2 separate regions of the Sus scrofa genome follow, and region 1 is linked to region 2. The links are chromatin contacts, called in public HiChIP or PLAC-seq maps. All regions are on one chromosome and are shown on one strand. Each heading gives the region's core, a stretch centred on a gene start, on an enhancer-like site or on the middle of the called end of the contact. The rest is flanking DNA. Distances are from core to core; before and after follow the strand shown.

Evidence for each region. HiChIP or PLAC-seq counts read pairs in DNA pulled down with a chosen protein or histone mark.
Region 1: an H3K27ac HiChIP or PLAC-seq map of skeletal muscle shows a contact between it and region 2, with 12 times the contacts expected there. The contact joins two enhancer-like sites. A contact is called at or near these places in 3 of 47 Hi-C or Micro-C datasets (psoas muscle and skeletal muscle) and 1 of 2 datasets of contacts at active chromatin or transcription factors (skeletal muscle).

The regions. Positions count from the first base shown.
Region 1 is chr13:127,265,854-127,271,676 of Sscrofa11.1, reverse strand. All of the region lies in intron 5 of TP63 (tumor protein 63), which reads right to left. Among named protein-coding and RNA genes, the nearest start is that of TP63, 150 kb to the right of the region's middle. Within about 2 kb of position 3,701, at least 2 of the 83 cell types and tissues checked have an H3K27ac peak or open chromatin away from gene starts, as enhancers often do. A contact at or near this core is called in skeletal muscle, where this site is marked.
Region 2 is chr13:126,932,259-126,937,679 of Sscrofa11.1, reverse strand. All of the region lies in intron 1 of LOC106505765 (a long non-coding RNA gene), which reads left to right. Among named protein-coding and RNA genes, the nearest start is that of TP63, 180 kb to the left of the region's middle. Within about 2 kb of position 3,964, at least 1 of the 83 cell types and tissues checked has an H3K27ac peak or open chromatin away from gene starts, as enhancers often do. A contact at or near this core is called in skeletal muscle, where this site is marked.

The DNA of each region.
Region 1 (5,823 bases), core at 2,452-4,951, 330 kb before region 2:
TGAAATGGTGCTCTCATATTCGTTTTATTTTCTATAAGATTGAGTGTGGATGATACTGGTTAAATAGCATTAAAAGTAAAACAAAAATGCAAACTAAAGGAGTAACCCACAAAAGAACACCTATTTGATGAACTTGAAGATGTAAAACTAACTCCACATAAAACAACTGGAAGTTACCATGCACTTCTTCAGACCCTTCTAATACAGTAACAAGGCGGCAAATTACACTGTTTTGCTTTTTTTCACTAAGAGATCATGAGTCTTCGTTATTAGATCCAAACTAAAATGAAAAGGCTCATTCTATCTGTAAAGTGAGAATCTCTCCCTAATCTACCTCACAATACATTAGATCTAGGCTCTCTGGCTATTCTCAATTTCCTTTAAACTTCAGCTGAGGGGACCCTGATAATGAGGTCGCAATTTTTATTAAAACTCATGGAAGAGTCTGTTTCACAAATACTACATATCACTTACATGTGGAATCTAAAACGTGGCACAATGAACCTATCTACAAAACAGAAACAAGACTCAGAGACTAGAGAAAAGACTTGTGATTGCGGAGGGTGGGGGGAGTGGTGAGGGAGTGGGATGGAGGGGGAGTTTGAGGTTAGTAGATGCAAACTGTTACATTGAGAATAGATTAACACTGAGGTCCTACTGTACAGCACAGGGAACTCTTTCCAGTCTCTTGGGACAGACCATGATGGAAGATAATATGGGAAAAAGAATGTGTATATATATATATATATATATATATATATATATACCTATATATATCTCTCTCTATATATATGTGTGTGTGTGTGTGTCTATGTGTGTGTGTGTCAGGTATGTGTGACTGGGTCACTATGCTGTACAGCAGAAATTAACACAATGCTGTAAATCCACTATACTCTAAGTAAAAAAAAAAAAAAAAAAAAAAAAAAAAAGGCCATGGAAGAGATGGCTGCTAAGATCAGTACCGTTAGGCCCCTGTGTGCCTAATTCTAGTTACTCCACAAACTATTCCATGTCTACAGAACATCTGCAGGGCTTCAAAGAGTTTTAAAGATTCTCCTTGTATTCCACAGGAACCTTTTCTTTAATCTCAAAAAATTAGAAGTTGTTGGGCAGAAAGCTACATTATCTCAAGTATCCTGGCTACAGAGACCTAATAGAGATACTGATCCTACAGATGTAAAACCATGAGGATTTATTTCTTGCACAGTTGCTTTTACTCATGACATGACAGCTGATTGCTACATACCTTTCATGAGAAAAATCCATCTGCCCTTCTCCACCAGAGGGGGCGGGGACACTTACACGACTTGGTCACACTATGGAAATGGCTAATATGGGGGAATGCAAACATGAGAAGGTGTAAAGCTCACATATGGGAAAGCACCGGGACCAGTAAATGGCACACATCATTCATTCAGGGCTGATCTGGAGGCACCTCTGTCAAACTTAATGATACACAGTATTTTTCTTGAGCCATTAAAAAAATACTATGACATTATTTTCTGTTTATTTTTTATTTATTTTTATTTTTTGTCTTTTTAGGTCCGCACCCGAGGCACATGGAGGTTCCCAGGCTAGGGGTCAAATTAGAGCCTATGCCAGAACCACACGGGATCCGAGCAAAGCCTGTGACCCTACACCACAGCTCATGGCAATGCTGGATCCTTAACCCACTAAGCAAGGCCAGGGATAGAACCTGCAACCTCATGGTTCCTAGTCAGATTCATTTCCACTGCACCACGATGGGAACTCCTATTCTCTGTTTATATCTCAATCTTCTGGTTACTTTTGCTCTGGCACACTCTCTATGTGCCAACTAAAAATCAGGCAGCAATTGCTAAGCTGAGAAAACTAATCTGAAGCCCTTTAAATTTCACTGTCCTTTTCTGAGGACAGCTTTGGCCAATTTTAGAGAGTTATGGAGTCCCATAAATCCTCTGATTAAAAAAACCAAACAAACAACCAAGATTCTTTTTTTATGCCAAGGATCCATTATTGCACATTATTATACTTTCATAAAATAAAATGTTATAGGAATGTGATGGTAGGGAAACAAATTGAGAAAGATCTTCTTTGATGATGTAGTACTCAGTTTATTGCAGGAAGGGATTAATCTATACAACTTTTGAAAGGAACAGAGAATTATTATTTCCTAATGGAATACTGCTGGCTCTAGTCTCCAGTTATTTTATTTAAACTTTAATTATCATCCCTTGTCACTGTTAAGTAAACCACAGGGATGACATTCAGTCAGACTATTGTTTTGTTTGGTCTGGTTTTCACAACTAAAAAAAATAACAATAATATCATTTAAAGATCTGGAAATACTGCATGCAAATTGAGGTTTCTAGATGCTCTTGAAAATTTGATCTTTTAACTCCAGTTCTGCCTTCCCCCAGGACACCAGGCTGGAGGTGCAAAGCACATACCCCTGTGGACAAGGTAGGGTAGGGCTTATCAGGCCACTGTCCCCATCCTCACCATTTGACTCATTTACCCTATCCCCAGTCCCACAGATATTTGGGTTTTCCACCTCCAAGGTAGTCTATTACTAGTAAAAGCGATTTGTTCAAGAAACAGGCCTGATGTTCTGATTCCTGTTCTTGATAGAAACTGCCATAGTAATTTATTTGTATCATAATCCTCCTCATAATAATTCATCATTCTGGGAAACCAAAGCTACAGAGAAAAAACAAAGTATTGACTGGCTGGTAATACCTACAAAACCAAACTGACTACTATGAATGATAACATAAGTGAAAAAGAAGAGGAAAAGGAAGAGGAGGAAGAAGGGGGGGCAAGATTGGAGGAGGAGGAAAAGGAGCAGGACAAAGAATAAGGAAAAAAGGGAGGGCTGCTTTTATTCTTTTTGTAATATAAAAAGAAAGGCAAGCTTAATTAAAATTTGCTGTTTATTTCTTCTTAATCAGTGGTTGGTTCTCATAATACTAATGCAATAAATAAATATTATTCTTTTTCTTTTAAATAGAAACTCTATGGTACATCCAGTAAATCACTCAGAATAGTGTGGGAGGGCCCTCGACATTAGACTAGATGAAACTGGCTTATCACAAATACATTAGCCTAGAGTTACTTTAAATAACTTAGGGCAAACTGGCTGATTAAGTTATTCTGCTCTGGAATGGCATGATACCCCTGCAGCATGGCTTACAAAGGAAATTCACTTTCGAATCCAAAACCTAGAGTTAAGTAAGTAACATGAACCGTAACTAAGAATCTCCAAGTCCTTTGTTCAGGCCCTTCTTCCTCAATATTCTAAAAACTGAGAAACAGCTTGGATAACAGTTGACAGTGCTCAATGTTATTATTTTCATTGTCATGGGAAGGGCCCAAAAACACACTCCTAGGTGTACCTCCAGAGATTTATAGGACAGCTATGGCAAGAAGTGAAAATAACCTTGTTATGATTAACAAATGGACCCCTGTCAAGAGCCCAGTCTATCGACTTCTGTCCCTCAGGAATGAAATCTAACAGCCACTCAATTTGAAGACAAGCCCCAGAGTTAAGGCTCCCACACAGATGGGAGAAGTGTTTCCTTTGTGTAAGGAAGCTAATAAATCATGTTCACCATGGAAAAGTTTGTCTGTACATCATGTCCTTTGACGGGCTATTCTTAAGAGTCCCAGGATTCCAGAGGGCCACGCAATGGGCTGGCTTGCATTAGGTTTCTGCAGAGCTGGCAGCCTTTTTCTGGAAGTCTTACATTACAGGTAACCTGATGACAGGGAGGGTGGGCCACAGGCATGGCATCTCAGCTCGCCTGCCTGTGGAGGAGCCAAGGGGAACGAGCTTGCGAGACCGATATGCTGGGATCAATGAAACTCTCTGGGGGAACTGGCTGTTCCCCTTTCAAATGCCACATCCCTAATCTCTCCACTTGCTCAAGTCAGATGCTTCAAAGCTCTGAACAGAACACGAGGCTAGCATGATTAGGAAAGGCAAAGGAAGAAGGCTCTCCACATCATGGGTGCAGGCAAAAGGCATCAAGCTCACAGGCAGCTAACAATCAAGATCAGAATGGAGAAATACTGCTCGGAAGTGGAATCGTTTCCTTGTACCATGAGATGAAAACGATGTTTTTAAAATATATTTATTAAAGGCCTACTATATGCTGGACATGGTTCTGAGTACCAGGTCAAGGTGTCTGCCCTATAAGACTGTGAAGTCTATAAAAGGAAAATGTCCCAAGAGCAAAAAGTGATATATGTCCAAAGGCCAGGGTCGCTATCTCAGATTGAGCACAACAGAAAAACATTAACCTGAGCATTTTCCCAGGGTTTGCACACGGATAATGCTGTGTGTCATGCATGGGCTGCGGAGAAAACAGGTCTCAAACTGTCAAAGATGTGTGAGGCCGATAATCAAGATATACGTGACCTATATTCGCCAAAACAGCCTTGTCCCTGGAGTCCAGCAAACAAAACTATTTTGCCCCCAGAAGTGGTGTCCTCACCAGTCCTCTCAAAGCCCAACGAGGTGCCATTGAAAGCTTATCTTGTCCTCGCCAGCAACACCAAAAGTATTCCACATCAGTACCTATGATTCTTGTGAATGGCCACAGAATACTCTGTCATGTGCATATGCCACAATTTAGGTAACCAGTTCCCCACTGGTGAGTGTAAGGTTGTCTCCAATACTTTTGCTATCACAGATCCACTGTTATTCTATATTTGACATTGAGAATTTTTTAAAAGACATCCCTATATAAACGAAGGGGCAGATTAAAGATGAGAAATAAATGCTGGAAATCAACATGTTCTAAAAGCTGGAAAAGACCTTTCCTAGTGCTGGCCAGGAGAGCCTGCATCTGTTTGGACAGGCTTAAGGAAGCAGCACAGCTGGCCTGTATAAGTCTGCATATGGAGAGCCTGTTATCATCCTATGCCATTTAGTCATATATTTGAGTAGTGGATAATATCACTGTCCTTTGGGGCTGGAGTATGCATGTTGATAGCCCACAAGCACAAAGAAAAAAAAAAAAAAGAGTCAAAGACATCTTGCTTTGCTTTCTTTCAAATGATTACTTCTTAAGCAATTGAACCCTCAACAAAACTATAACAGGTGTTCCCACTGTGGCCCAGTGAGTAAAGGATCTGGTGGTGTTTCTAGCTGTGGCATAGGTCACAGCTCAGCTTGGATTTGATCCCTGGCCTAGGAACTTCCATATGCCACTGGTGCAGCAGAAAAAGGAAAAACAAACAATCAAAAAATATAATAAACTGGTGAAGCAAAAGAATTCAAATTTAGACAGTAAACACACGTGTGCCTATGACTAGCCTAGTCCTTACACATGGTGTGTAATCATCACCATAAGGAAAGCAGTGAACTGTAAGGAAAAGGTGAACATCCTCATTTGCCAGGGCAAAAATTGAGGTTTAAAGAGACTGAACTCTTTGGGTAGGTCCCATGGGGTGCTAGTAAGTTTCAGGGTTGAAATCTGCACCTCAGTTTCTTATCATTTCAAAATTACCTTACTGTCACCTGGTCTATGGCTGATGATTCCCAGCTATAATACTAGACCAGCACTTTATTATATTAAATGGTAGGTCTCTATCACTGGTAGGAATTACACTGCAGAAAGAAGAAGAAAGTCTGAAACTAAGTCCTAAATTCAGTGGTAGTTTGGGTGTGACTGAATGTGTGTGTGTGTGTGTGTGTGTGTGAAGTCGAGAATATGGAAAAATGTCATCGCTCTTCACTTCATTTAATTGGAAGAAGTTTAAAATAAATACCATATTTTGATAGAACTGGAAACACACATTCGTTATTTGAAGAGAAAGCAAAGGAAATATGCATATATA
Region 2 (5,421 bases), core at 2,715-5,214:
TAACCACTGAGCCACGACTGGAACTCCAAGATAATGCAATTATTAATCTTGAAAAGTATGGCTGACAGGAGTTAGAAGGGGGATGTGGTATAAAAATAAAACTAGGGAAATTAATTTCCTCTTTTCCAAAGTGAACAGCAGAGCAGCCCTATCTGAAGTTGGTGAAAAAAGAAACAAAGATATAAGTATATTTATAAGATCATAAGTAGTTTAACTTACATTTAAAGTTACAAATATAAGCAATAGAACTACATGAAAATGAAATATTGGAAAGAAATGAGAACTAATATAATAAGGTTAAATTTTCATCTTGCAAAATTTCAAACAATGTCATGTAACATTTTCAAATAAAAGTAATAGTGGTATAAGTGCATTATTTAGGGTTTTGGAAATAACCAGCAGATGAACTTAATCCATAAATGGCTAAATGTCCTGGACAGTGTGAAAAGCTAAGACAGAAGACTTGTGGTTGTCATTGGAAGCCTTAGTTTTCATGATGTGCATATTTTATTTTGAAAAATTCTAGATAGATATTAATTGCAAAAAAATTTATAAATTAAAAATCATTGAAATATGTCCATAACATTTACAAAAGAATGTTAGTTGTACTATGTTCATACATTCTCAACTGGATTTAGAAAACTATAGCTCAATAAGATAGTAAGTTATGTCCTTGTACGGAGTTTAATGCAGCCTTAAGAATGATTATGTGGGAGAGTTCCCATGCAGTGAATGGGATTGGTGGTTTCTCTGGAGTGCTAGCACCTAGGTTTAATCCCTGGCAGGGCGCAGTGGGTTAAGGATCCAGTATTGCCACAGCTGTGGTGCAGATCATAACTGTGGCTTGGATTTGATCCCTGGCCTGAGAACTCCATATGCCTCAAGGCACACAAGAAAGAAAGAATACTTATGTGGGGACATTGTACTGCCATAGATAGATTTCTAGCAAATGTTTGTTGGTGAGAGGAAGGAAGGTACCCAATATTTTTAGTATGATGACATATATAATAAGCAAACATTTCCTTTTCTATAGGAATAGATGTATTCAGGACTTCAGGGAATAGGTCTGGAAATGACAACAGTGTGATGGCAATTAGAAGAGGAACTTAAGCTGTAGGTAGTTTTTTTTTTTTTTTTTCTTCTACAAATTTCTTATTTTTTAAACAATTCATTTTTCTACTTTTCATTGTGGGAAGGTAAAGACACTAATACACTGAATCCCCATGTCTATATCTCCCAATTTTAATAATTATCAACTTAAACCCAATCTAATTATATCCCTACTCCTATCTATTTTCACCCTTTGTAAATAAGTTTGAAGAAAATCCCAGGCATGATATTATAAGTAAATTTTCATATAATTATCCATATTTTAAAAATTCATCATTTAATTCATGAAGTATCCAGCCAGTGTTCAATATTCCAAAAGATTCATAAATGCACATTTTTACAATTTATTAGTTCATCATTATCTGATATGTCTTGATTTTCTAATGTTTTAATTTGTGTCATGAAATATTTAAAATACACAAAAATATGGAAAATAATTAACAGGCATGCATATAAACACCAACCAGATTTCTATGTTGTTATGTTTTGCCATATTGGCGTCAGAATTTTAAAGAAATAAAAACATATTTAGGGAGAAATAAATACAATCATTCTTTTTAAGAAATACAACATGTTTTCAAAGACATAAAATTGCTGAGAAATAAAAGTTCAGGATACAAATTTATCCTACAATTTCCTAAAATTCTATTCCCCCTTTTTCTCCCTAGGAATCATATCTGTTTTGCTGTTCATATATATCCTTCCCACAATATGATTTATAAGCTTAATACATACATAAGCATGTACAAATAATGTCTTTTACTTAATTTAAAACAATTTAAATGTTAATATATTGTATGTATCCAATGATATCTCTTTTTCACCCTAACATTATGTTTCTGGTAATTATCTTTTTTTGGGGGCCGCATCCACGGCATACAGAGGATCCAGGCTAAGGGTCAAATCAGAGTTGCAGCTGCCAGCTTACACCACAGCCACAGCAACACCAGATCCAAGCCGTGTCTGCAACTCATACCACTGCTCATGGCAACACTAGATCCTTAACCCACTGAGTGAGAATCAAACCCACCTCCTAGTTGGGTTCTTTACCGCTGTGCCATGACTAGAACTCCTGATAATTATCCATCTTGATACATGAAGATTAAGTTCAGTTATTTTCATTGCTGCCTAGAATTTCACTGGGTTTATATATTCATTCACCTACTGAATATCATTCACCAACTTCCGTCTTACAAATTCTATCATAATGATTATTCTTGAACATATTTCTTCATGTAGGTATATAAGCATTCCTCTAAGTAATAGTCCTAAAAATGATTTTTTCAGTCATAAGAGTATGATATTTTCAAATGTATTTGATATTCCCAAATACCATTGCTAATGATTTTCCCAATTTGCTCTCCCACCAGTGGGATGTCTTTGATACTTTCCAAGTTTTTAATTTGCTAGTCTAATAGTTGTGAATTTCACTATGATTTCAATTAACTTTCTCTGACTGCTAGAGGAGTTTCAGATATGTATTGGCCTTTCAGTTTTCTCTTTTTTCAAAATTCCTATATTTAATATTTAGTCATATTTCTATTGGGTTATTTGACATTTTCTCATTAATTTTAGAAGTTTCTTATAAATTAAGGACACAGTTTTCATTATTCATTATCATTTATTTGAGTTTCAAGAGTCTTCTTTCAGTCTTCCACTTGCTCTTGTACACTATATCATCATAAAAAAGTTTTAAATTTTAATATAGTCAAAACTATCAATATTTTTTTTATGGTTTGTGCTTTCTTGGATTTGTTTATAGAATCCTCACTAATTCTAATATCACTAACATATTCTATATCTTCTAATTTTTTTAAAGTTCCAAGTTTTACATTTTGATTTTTATAATAAAATATATTCATCTATTACTTCTATAATAATTACTAAAAAGATAGAAAATAAAAGTCATCCATAATTTTAGCCCTCAGAAACCAAGTGCTTGTAAACATTTATCTTATTTACTTCCAGTTTCAATTCTGTACACATGTCCCTTGTTATATAAGTAGGATTAAACATTACTTAAAATTTTATACATTTTTTTCATTGAGCATCACTTACTAATATTTTTTAAATTTATAATAATTCACCGAAAGAGGGGTTGAGACTGGAATATCCAGAGATGGCAAGGTTTGGAGAGGGAACCTGAATGAAAAATTTACTTTATAGTATGTATTTGGGATACCTGCAATCCAAACCATGTACATGAATTAGCTCTTTTGTTTTTATTTAGCCCCTTTGAGTTCCTCCACTGTGGGACCCTCCATAGCCTTCCAATAATTGTTACTCATATGTTCCTTTAGGTCACAGACAACATTTACTCATCTTTGTAGCACTAACTGGACCCAGCAAGTAGTAGGTCTTCATGAAATATAGAAAGGAAAGTGGTAAAATGAACATTGAATTAGGAGTGAGGAGACCTAAATTCTAGTTCAGTGAGTAGCTACTAAGTACTATCTTTAAACGAATTTCTTCTGAGACCCAGTTCTTTCATCTCTAAATTGAGGGGAAGGGACTAAGTGACCTGTAAATTTCCTATCTCCTCTGCTACTCCAGGATCTCTGTTCCTTTAAGAAGAAAAGTATTTATGGGATCCATAAATATTCTTTAAAATATTTATATTCCGTGATACTGCTAAGTAGCCCAGGCTTTCAACAACCTACGACATCTAACAGTAACAGGTGTTTACTTAAACACAGATGGAAGTTGTGGCCCTTTAAGAGTGCCAATTTTTCAGTAGAGATGTCCTTGCAGGTTTGGATAGATGAGCTGTTTTCTGGTAAGTAGCCATCAGCATACCAGAGAGTGAGCTTAACATAAGATACCCATTGGATCTCTGTTACCACTGAGATTTCTGGCAGGATATGGGACCAAGTCATTTCCTGGCTCCTTTGCCTTCCATCTGTCCCATGGTCTCCAACCTACTAAAGGGAGTTTGTGATTACATCTCCCTCTAGTGACTAAAACCTTTGCATAATGCAAAGTCTCCTCTGGCACATGAGAAAGAATATTTGGCTAGAAATATAAAAATGAAAAAAGAATATACTGTCCCTTTGATAATTTGAGGAATATCCTTTCACTGTTGCTCTGTGAGAGGAGCAAAGTTCCTCATGTATTTCACTTTGCATTGAGAGAACTAACACTCAGCAGGCATTTTGTGTGTGTGTGTTCATGTCTAAAAACCAAATAGTCAGGAGTTTTCCCCAATAATATAATGCCCCATACCAACCATCAACTAAAGTCTCATATAAACATAGGACAATACAATCCCCAGTGCAAATATACACGGAAAAAAAAATCTCTCTTCTACTCATTCTATGTGTGGTTGTCCAGAAAATTGGTACTGGTTGAAACATCCATAGAATAATTTTTTATACTAAGGAAATAAATATATCAGGAATACAAAATTTCAACCCAATAACATACATTCATAAGAGAAATTAATAATAGTTCACCAAGGTTAACCAAAACCAATGGTTGGAGAAATAAGTTAGACCAGACAGAAGGCAGTTCATCTTTTGCGACTCTGCTTTGCTGTAAGAAAACTGGTAGAAATGGCACCATATGAATTTGCACCTGCTTTCTGCAATAGTTCATTGTGGTTCAGTGGAAAATGTTAGGCAAGCAAATAGGTTGTTTTCTCCCTATTTTATTTGCGATTAGCACTGCGGTGACTGTCCAGTGTATATCACAAACCAAATAAGGAGGAAACCTCTCCTGCGTTGGCACAGAACTTGCTTGAGGTCTCATAAGCAAGGGGCCAAACCAGTGACCTCATCCTGAGACTCTAACCTCAGGATGTCTCACCTTTCACATCAAATACCCTAATCCCTCTATTCAGTACAACCTCAGGTCAAGGGATTAGGCTGGCCTGGATCTTAAAGAATTTGTGATCACAAACAGGTTCATTTCAGGAGCCTTCTTTTCATGAAACTGGTATATCTGAAATGGAAGCTAGGCTAGGAGCTGGGCTCTGGGGAAGAAGGGCTTTTCACCAGCTCTCTGGGAAGTCCCTCTGGTTTCGAAGTTCCATTTCTCAGTTCATTTTACGAAGGTCTTAGTACAGCTGGCCCTGTCATTTTAGACCCACATGGTCGGGTTTTTTTCACCATTGACCTTGCAGATGAACAACTGAAGAAGTCAAGTCTGTGATGTCCAGTCACTTGCATTCATTGGATTGGCCCAGATGTTAGAAAATAACTTGTCAATTTTCTTAATTTTACAGCACAGTAAATGAAGGGCTAGAGTGGATAAAATTCCCAAAATCACACAGAAAGAGTAGCACTAGAAGCTGTATCTCAAGATCCAAGGACA